2 separate regions of the Ovis aries genome follow, and region 2 is linked to region 1. The links are chromatin contacts, called in public Hi-C maps. All regions are on one chromosome and are shown on one strand. Each heading gives the region's core, a stretch centred on a gene start, on an enhancer-like site or on the middle of the called end of the contact. The rest is flanking DNA. Distances are from core to core; before and after follow the strand shown. Region 1 has its middle 71 kb from the start of SESTD1. Region 2 overlaps SESTD1 (SEC14 and spectrin domain containing 1).

Region 1 (4,315 bases), core at 1,276-3,775:
AGAAGAATGACTACGAATAGGATAGACTCAGTAAAGCGGAGTCTCCCAAGGATATTTGTCAGTTATTGCTGATCCATTGGACTTCCGTGGCCCTCAACCCTCAGCTCTTTATATTCCTGAAACATTTGAATCCTTTACGCCATCTATTTTCAGAGTAGATCAGCCAATTTAATTTGTAGTTCCATTAGTTACATTGCAACCTGAACTTAGATTTTTGATGTCGCAACTCTTGGTAGACTCCTCTGAAAGATGATCATGATAATAACTAGCATTTGCTGAACTCTTCCTGTGTGGTAGCTCTTTTACAGACATCATCTGTCGCAGAAATTCTTGGAGATAGACACTAATATTAGCCCTATATACAGATGATTAAACAGAATCAAAGAGATTAAGTTACTATCCCAAGGTCACACAGTGGTTGAACTGAGACTTGAACCCAAGCAGTGTAACTGCAGAAACTGTATCTCTGTAAAAGTCAAGTAAGGTGTAATCCTCTGACCACAATGTCTGGGAAAAAAATTAAACACTCCAAGTAGTAGGATGACTGAATAAATTATGGTTTACCCATGCAATGAAATATCAGGTAATAATAAAACAAAATAATAGTTTTATGAATATGTAATGGTATGTGAAAATGTTAAAATGTGATATTAAATGAAAAAGTGCTGCACAGTAAAATCTCAATTTTGTACTTAAGAAAAATAGATAATAGAATGCCAATGTTGATTATCTCTAGAAACTGGATGAAAGGTGATTTTAGTTTTTTCTTTATGCTTCTCTGTATCTTCTAAATTTTGGAAGTGGCCATCATCAGGAAAGTGAGCTCAGTCATGTCTGACTCTTTGCAACCCCCTTTGGAATTCTCCATACCAGAAACTGGAGTGGGTAGCCGCTCCCTTCTCTGGGGGATCTTCCCAACCCTGTGCAAGTGGCCATATATTACCTTAAATTCCAAAAATTAAGGTATAGTGAAGCATAAAAATGTCTGAAATTCGCTTCTGCTAATTTCTAGCATTGAAGAAAAAGGAGTCTGTTTCTGTTTTGTCTGAGACAGTGATGTCCACCTCTACCCAGAGGTATGTGGCCTCTTATCCAGACCTCTGTCTGGATTAGACGCCTTAATTTTCATAAGAAAATGTCAATTCTACCACCAGCTCAGCTGACACTGATAGATGTGTCCTTCATTGTCCTCATAGATTATCTATACTTGAGCATCTCTCCACAGAGAATAACCTTGAACTCTGCTGTCCCAAACAGAGAGCTTGATTGCTTTAAATATGTTTATATATTATATTCATGTGTATTATTATATCTGAATATATATTATATATTCAGATAAAACTCCCAGATGCCCATATTGTCTATTTCTCTGGGACTTAACATTTTATCATTGATCCTTACATCTGTATCCTACAACCACCTTGCTGAGCTCCTCACAAAATTACGTTTGCTGAGCTGAGTTTAGCCCCAAAACCATGAGCTTGGCAGTGAAGAATCTTATAAGTAAGAGCCCTATTACATTAAATGTAGAAGAACTGTTGAAACAGTTGTTCACCATATCATTAGACTATAAAAGGGAATTTTTCCCAAGTCAAAAGTCATCATGATCTTTCTAAGCAATAGATTTGTTTTAATCTTATGGACACTATAATTTGTATCATCAACTTAAAAATTACAGACCACAGATAACCCTCTGTCTTAGCTGCTGTAAAGCCCTGGGCCAGATACATGGTGGTCCTCCAGCAAATGTCCAGATTTGTTTGTTGAACCGATCTCTGATTTTCTTCTGGCATTGACTTTCTCTCTCCTTTTTTTTTTTTTTTTCTTTTTTCATTTTAATGTGCTCCTTCAAAGCATATGAGGAAGGGGAGAGAAGAAATAAATGGATAGATACATGAATAAAAGCAAATTTGTGTTGGGAACTTATGGCTATGATTTCAAATCAACACAATGAGCATGAGAGTGTTCTTCCTTGATCTGTTTTTCTAGAACAATTTACAGAGATTCAAGAGTTGGTGACATGATGATGACAAGACAAATGGAAGATTTTCCCCACCGCTATTTGTTTTAAAGAAAAATGACAGAGTTCAAGTCCCGGGTTCATGTACTGCTCTGACAAGATCCACTGTAACCCTGGGAACACCCTAACATGAACTGTTTTCTCAGGAAACAGGCCAACTGCTTTGATCTCAAGTGGACAAATCAGAAAGGCAGGTAGGAGTGACTTGTTTCTCTGTAATTTTACAAGCTCAAATTCTACATTCCATCCAGTTGTTTCACAAGCTCCTGAACTTACAAACTTTCAACTTCAGAAAAGTGAACACAAAGCCCCAAATGAGAACAAAGGCGTGCAGGCTCTGCCTTCCCCACAACAACAGTCTGATCACTTGAACAGAGCCCTCTTGCTCCTGGTACCAATAAATTTACCTGCTCGCATGTGACAGAGCTTCTGCAGTTGCTTTCCCCACCACCTTGTCCTTGCAGGACTTCCACCATCTGTTGTTTTTTTCCACTCCGTCTTTAAGTAAGGTGTTTCACCTTCCCCTGGAGGCAGCACTTGATCTCTTTCTTTCCTGTAAACAGCAGTGTGGCCTGTCTTAACATTCTCTCCAGAACAATTTTTCTCTCTAAAGTGCTGAGTCACTGAAGGGAGGAAGAGACATTCTGTGGGCAGCAGTAGTCAACTGAGAAAACAGAATAGTTTCCCAGGACTTAAAAGGGTACTTTTAAGAGTGAGCAAATTCAAAAAGTGGGCAAGAAGTCCGTTCAGGGTGAAAGGTACAAAGTCCTTTTCACATAGTCTGTGGAAGATCATCTTTCATAAATGAAAAAGGTATGAGTGGAAAATTCCTTTATTCTGCAGCAGGGGGTCAGTGCATCAGCCCTGGGCTGGGATTGCAGAGAGTTCTCTTGAGTTCTTAGCCTTTCTTTCTGGCCCCTTCCTTTCAGTTTTTCACCAGTTCGATGGGAAGATGACCTCTGCTCCTACTGTAAGAGGAGGGTACTGACAGAATGAGTGTGTGGGAGTTCTGAGTTTTTGGACACCTGGATTTGACTGTTGATCTTCAAATATCCACTGCTTCAAAATCAGTCTTTTTTTGAACTTTTTATTTTGTATTTCTCAAAGGCTACTGAATTAAACTTTTTAAGGTAAAGAATGAAGTGGGCAGGATATACAAGAAGATTCTAACACTATAAGCTTTTAAAATGGAGACTAGTGGCAACTTCTTGTGATTCAAAAGTATCGCAAAATAAAAACAGTTTAAAAATGATTATTAGCTCCACCCAAACTTAGGGTGGCTTCCCATACAGTAATGTGTGTGATATTTCCACAGCCTCCTTTTCAAACCCTTCCCATATCCAAATCATCACACAGCTACCATTTGAGTAGCATGGTCTCATTATAAATATATTATCTTACCCATCCTGGTTAGAAACATATGAGGTAGGTATAATTATCCCATATTTCCAATAAGAAAACTGAGGCTCATAAAAGTTAGGTAATTTGTCTAAAATTATGAGACAGTAGAAACAGATGTCTGGCCCGGCTGCACTCAAAGCCATTCTGTTTCCACTGTTTGGCTGGCTAATCTGCTACGCTGATTTCTATCTAACTTCCTACCTGCAGTCATTCTATGGAAAAGGTGTAAAGTTTGGAGCTGTATTCTTTAATCATTCACTGTATAACTGGTAATGGTACACAGGCTTTAATTTCCTCAGGTCTTAAATATGGATGACAATGCCTACCTAATGTTAAAACCATTAAATGAGATAATATATTTAAAACATGGGCCAGTGTCTGGCTCATACTAGTTGCTTAATAAGTATCAGAATATGGCCATACCATCCTTTACTTACACCAAAATTCTCCAGTATTAAAATTCTTTATATGTGTTCTAGTTCCCCCATGGAAAAAAAAAAATCTATGGCTCATATTCCTTTATAACCTCCTTGTGTCAGCATGCTATTGATTACATGTTCTGGAAACTAAGTTTATGCTGAGTTGAACAGGAAGGAAATCAATTACCTCACATAGGAGGATGGTCAGGGCAGGCTTGAGGGGTGGTTGATTCAACAGTTGACAGTGCCATTAGGAGCTAGAATCTTTCTGCTCCATGATGGACAGAATCTGCTCCACCCTAAGGTTTGTTGCCCTCCCTGGTGAAAAGGCCTCTGGTTGCCTATAGTAGCCAGAAGTAATCACATTTCATTTATATCTGAGAGGAAAGAAAGGCTATCTCACTCTGGTTCTACAGCCGTCAATCAGCTAATCTTTCCTTGCAGAACCATTCACTGGTAAAGGGAGGTGAATTTT
Region 2 (4,315 bases), core at 583-3,082, 110 kb after region 1:
TTTTTAAACTTTTGTTTTGTACTATTATACCTTTTTAACTTTTTTTCCAGTGTGCTGTTTGATGTACCAAATATTTTCATCATATAAACAAAACTTAGGAACCTAATGATACTTTTGTTCAGTCTGTTAGACGATTATATGTCTGAGTTAGATTTAAAAGCCTGAGATTATCTCAATGAAAGGTATGTATGTCTTTGCAGAGTATAGAGTAGGAATACTTCTTTCTGGGGTAAAGGTCAGTAGAGCACAGATTTAATGATGACCCAGAGAAATTTTGAGATAGAGAGAGGATGGGAGCTAGAAATACAATCATGAGTTTGTTATCACGTGCTTCCCCTGATGAATGAGACAGACCTATTCCGCAGCAAGTGAACTCAGTGGACACATCTGTTGCCCTGGGGAAGGAAGTGGTCCAGGCTTCTTGGAGCTCAGTGTGATACTCAGATGCAAAAGCTGTGCATGAAGAGAGTTCACTTCAGAGAGCTCTCGTATCAGGTAAAGACTCTCTAGCCATGGGGTACTCTAGAGCTGGGGATGCCAGAAATGTCTTTACTGGAATTCCATCAGCCTCATTCACTTCTCTAAAGTGGTATTCCTTTTGCGGTATTCCAGTTTTGGCGAGGAAGGATTTACTTATAAATTAACACAGATAGGAAAAGCCAGAAATTTGAAAAAGTCATACAATAAAGGACCTTCTGAAGCTGAACCTTCAAAAAAATGCAGGTTTGCAGTTGCTAAGGACTTGGTAGACTAGCTCAAGAGGTGAGGAGGTCCTTAAAGAACTGAGTTCCCTCGTGTCTGGCTCCTGAGGAGAAGGGGCAGCAAGGATGATGTAGGGTACTGCTTGTATTGTTTTTGAGAAGGGTTTTCAAGTGGCAGGCTATCATTAATATTACCTTTAAATCTTTTGACATGTAAATACAGTGTAGGACTTTTCATGCATTGGACCTTTACTGTAGAATTTTCCTGTCTTTCAAAGTAGGTTATGTTTTCATAGAAAACTTGGAACTTTCTCTGTTTGCTTCATCTCTTTCTTCTTTTCTCCCTCCCTCACGGAATAAACTAGGTCTTGACCCATCTGTAAAAATGGTGTCAAACGAGGATACTTCAGGTTTCCATTTTATTTAGAAGAATTACTGTTTTGGATAGATCTGTATTGTTGTGAAAGTTAAGCATTTTATCATTTTCATTTGAAGTCTATCCCAAAAGTTTGGTTTTCTTTCAGAATTGTCAATGTTATTGTAAACCCAGATTAATAATCATACATTGGCACCTACAGTGACAAAAATGACACGTTTTTAACTGTTGATCTGCTTTATTGATACATTTTTGTAAAGTTGAGCAATGTTTATTTCTGCCTAATTTTACGCATGGATATGTAGGTGATGTGCCCAGCTAGGTTATTAATACTTAGTACCTCTGCGTGTGCTTATTTGTTTTCATGTAAGGTTGCTCTTGCTTTGTAACAATACAGAAGTATTTGTAATCTGAATTCAAGGACAACTGTAGTATTTCTTCGGAAATAGAAAGCTAAGGGAGCGAGCGTGCATTCTGGCTTTGTTCATTGCCATATGTGTCTGCGTGATGTAGACTCATTAGAGATGATTTAGTTAGCCTTCGGCTATCCTAATGGGTTTTCACTGGTTGTTAAAAATGCTCTTCGAAGAATAACTAAATTTTCCAAATAAACTGGTTGATTTATACTCAGTGAAAGAGGAGTTCCAGTGCACCCATTCATATCATCAATTACAGTCTCTTATGAAGTGTAATTTGCCCAGTCTTGATTAAAAGGCCCGAAATTCTCTTTTCCTGCTGCTTAACACATCCTCTGCTGCCCTCTAACGGCTGCCCATTGGTAGAACCCATCGAGGTCCCCCTTACCATCATCATAGACCCGCCTTTCTCCAGCATCTGGTGATCATGGAGCTGCTGGATCCCTGGGAAACTGTCCCAGTAGACGCTGGAAGGAGCTGCTTTGAAGGAAGATCAGCTCATGTGACCTGGGAGCACACCACGGGGCGCTGATGGTCAGGTAGTTGTGATGATGTTAGGACTCCTAGGCTGTGTGTTTCACTTTGCTGTTTCTCACATGTGTTTGTTCATTTGTTCACTGATTTATCCGTTCATCAATGAAATATATTGTGAATGCCAAGGACATCCAGAGCATCTTGCCTTGTTTCGATCTAGTAGATGCTTATTGTAGATTTGTTAAATGAATGAATGAATGAATAAATAAATATGAAAATAAATAGGACAAGTCTTTCCTTTGGGGAGGCAAAATATCTCTTTAACTACTTAGTTGCCCCAGCTTTCCTTTTTTTACCTCTTCAAGATCTTGAGAAAGATGTTCAAACTAGAAGACAGAAACAAATTTCCATTGAAACCTAGTCTCTTTATATTTTTCAGAATTTCTCAGAATTCATCATCTCTAACTGTAGATGGGCTATTTTCAGATAGGATTTATTTTGCACCCAGGAATGAGAATTTACTTTGATGTTTCTTGCTTTTGATTGGTGGCAACATGCAGTCATGGTTGCACATTTTCCTATATATTCACCACTCTCCAAGGCATCTCACCTGCTATGACCTGGCTTTCTGCTTCTTTTATGAGTAATAAATTGTGACTTAATTTATCCAGATTGTTTTAAATACCATATATGAAATATGACATGTTTGTGTTAAGCACTTTGTGACTTGTTGAATTTTCTGCTAATTTTTTTAGCCTGCTTCATTTGGCAAGTTTTTTTAAAAAAAAACTTAACTTTCCTTGCCACTTTCCATTAACTCATATCAGGTATATGCCTGTCATTGACTTCATTCCTTGTTCAAGAAATATTTCACTCAGATATGTTTAGGTTCAATAAGTTTCTAGTGAAAAATCAGTGATCTGGATCTACCCACTGGAGAAAAGTATGAGCAGATACCCATATTTAACACTTATTGTGGTGATAGCAATGGACAGTGATATTTTGCAGGATTTTCTCTTTATTTTGTTTTGTGTTGTATTAGCTGTGAAGAAGTCTTGCAGAATAACCTGAAGAATCTTTTTGGCCAACCCAATATGTTAACTATTTTATGAATTGTATATAAGATAACTACAGATAGGCAGATTTGCTTTTTTTTGTTTGTTTCTGATGACTGTGCTAAGGACTTGAAAAATCTTAAATGACTTCTGTAAAATTAAATTTAATTGGAACTAGTAGTACAGAAATCATGACTTTTCATTACCCACCTCTTTTATGATAACAATGAAAGAGATTGATGGAAAGGAGACTCTAGAAGGGAGGCAGATATAAAAAGTAAACATTACAGCTTTCATCTCGTTGACTGCTTCACATTTTATTCATCAGTTTGATCTTGTCCCACACGTCCAAAACCTACATTTCTCATTACTTTAGATTACTTTTTCATCACTTTCAAGATGTTATTTAAAGAAAAAGGCTACTGGATTAAACGAAAATCAGTATTTTGCCATGCTGAGATGGTTTTGTGAAATCATGGAAAGTTTAGATACTGCATCTATGTCTCAGGAGAGTGATGAAATGTACTCTTGCTTCTGGATATTACAGTTTTCCAAGATAAATCTATACCAGAAATTGAACCATCTCCCTTTTGTGCTTTAAGTATATGGAGAACACAGTGGTGAAAAATTTGGCACTTGTTGGCATAAAATTGATAACCTGACTTGCAAAGCTCACATAACACAGATTTACTCAAAGGGTCACCTTCAGCTATTATTTCTTATGCCTTAAGAATTCCAGATATTCTTTTTTCTTAGGTACTGATTAATTGTTATTTTTAAGATTTTTAGATTTTTTTATGGCTGTGCTGGGTCTTCGTTGCTGCGTGTGGGCTTTCTCTAGTTGGGGTGAGAGGGGCCCTTCTCTAGTTGTTGCAGGCAGGCTTCCCAGTGCTGTGGTTTCTCTTGTTGCAGAAAATGGGCTTTAGGCATGTGGGCTCAGTAGTTGTGGCTCGTGGGCTCTAGAGTGCTGGCTCCTGCGCTGTGGTACGTGGGCTTGGTTGCCCCACGGCATATGGGATCTTCCTGGACCGCGGACTGAACCCGTGTACCCTGCATTGACAGGCAGATTCTTTACCACTGAGCTGCCAGGGAGGCCCTGATTTGCTGGGCTTTATTGTGACAAGGCTTAAAACATCAGTGTTCATTTAGAATAGATAACAGCAGGTTAGAGGGGGGGAACCCACAAAGACCAATCAGTGGCATTGAGTGATTGTACATATGACCTACCAAACTCTAAACTGCAGTTTTGTTTCCTGTACCGGTCAAGTTTCTCCATTGACTAAAAGAGAAGTC

The links. Hi-C and Micro-C count contacts between places; a contact is called where the count stands out from the background.
Region 2: a Hi-C map of hypothalamus shows a contact between it and region 1, with 8 times the contacts expected there. The contact joins two enhancer-like sites. A contact is called at or near these places in 11 of 16 Hi-C or Micro-C datasets (blood, hypothalamus, liver and 6 more).

Annotation. Positions count from the first base shown.
Region 1 is chr2:130,793,651-130,797,965 of ARS-UI_Ramb_v3.0, forward strand. No RefSeq gene overlaps it. Among named protein-coding and RNA genes, the nearest start is that of SESTD1, 71 kb to the right of the region's middle. Within about 2 kb of position 2,526, at least 8 of the 54 cell types and tissues checked have an H3K27ac peak or open chromatin away from gene starts, as enhancers often do.
Region 2 is chr2:130,909,164-130,913,478 of ARS-UI_Ramb_v3.0, forward strand. The region is part of intron 1 of SESTD1 (SEC14 and spectrin domain containing 1); the gene reads left to right. Among named protein-coding and RNA genes, the nearest start is that of SESTD1, 44 kb to the left of the region's middle. Within about 2 kb of position 1,833, at least 5 of the 54 cell types and tissues checked have an H3K27ac peak or open chromatin away from gene starts, as enhancers often do.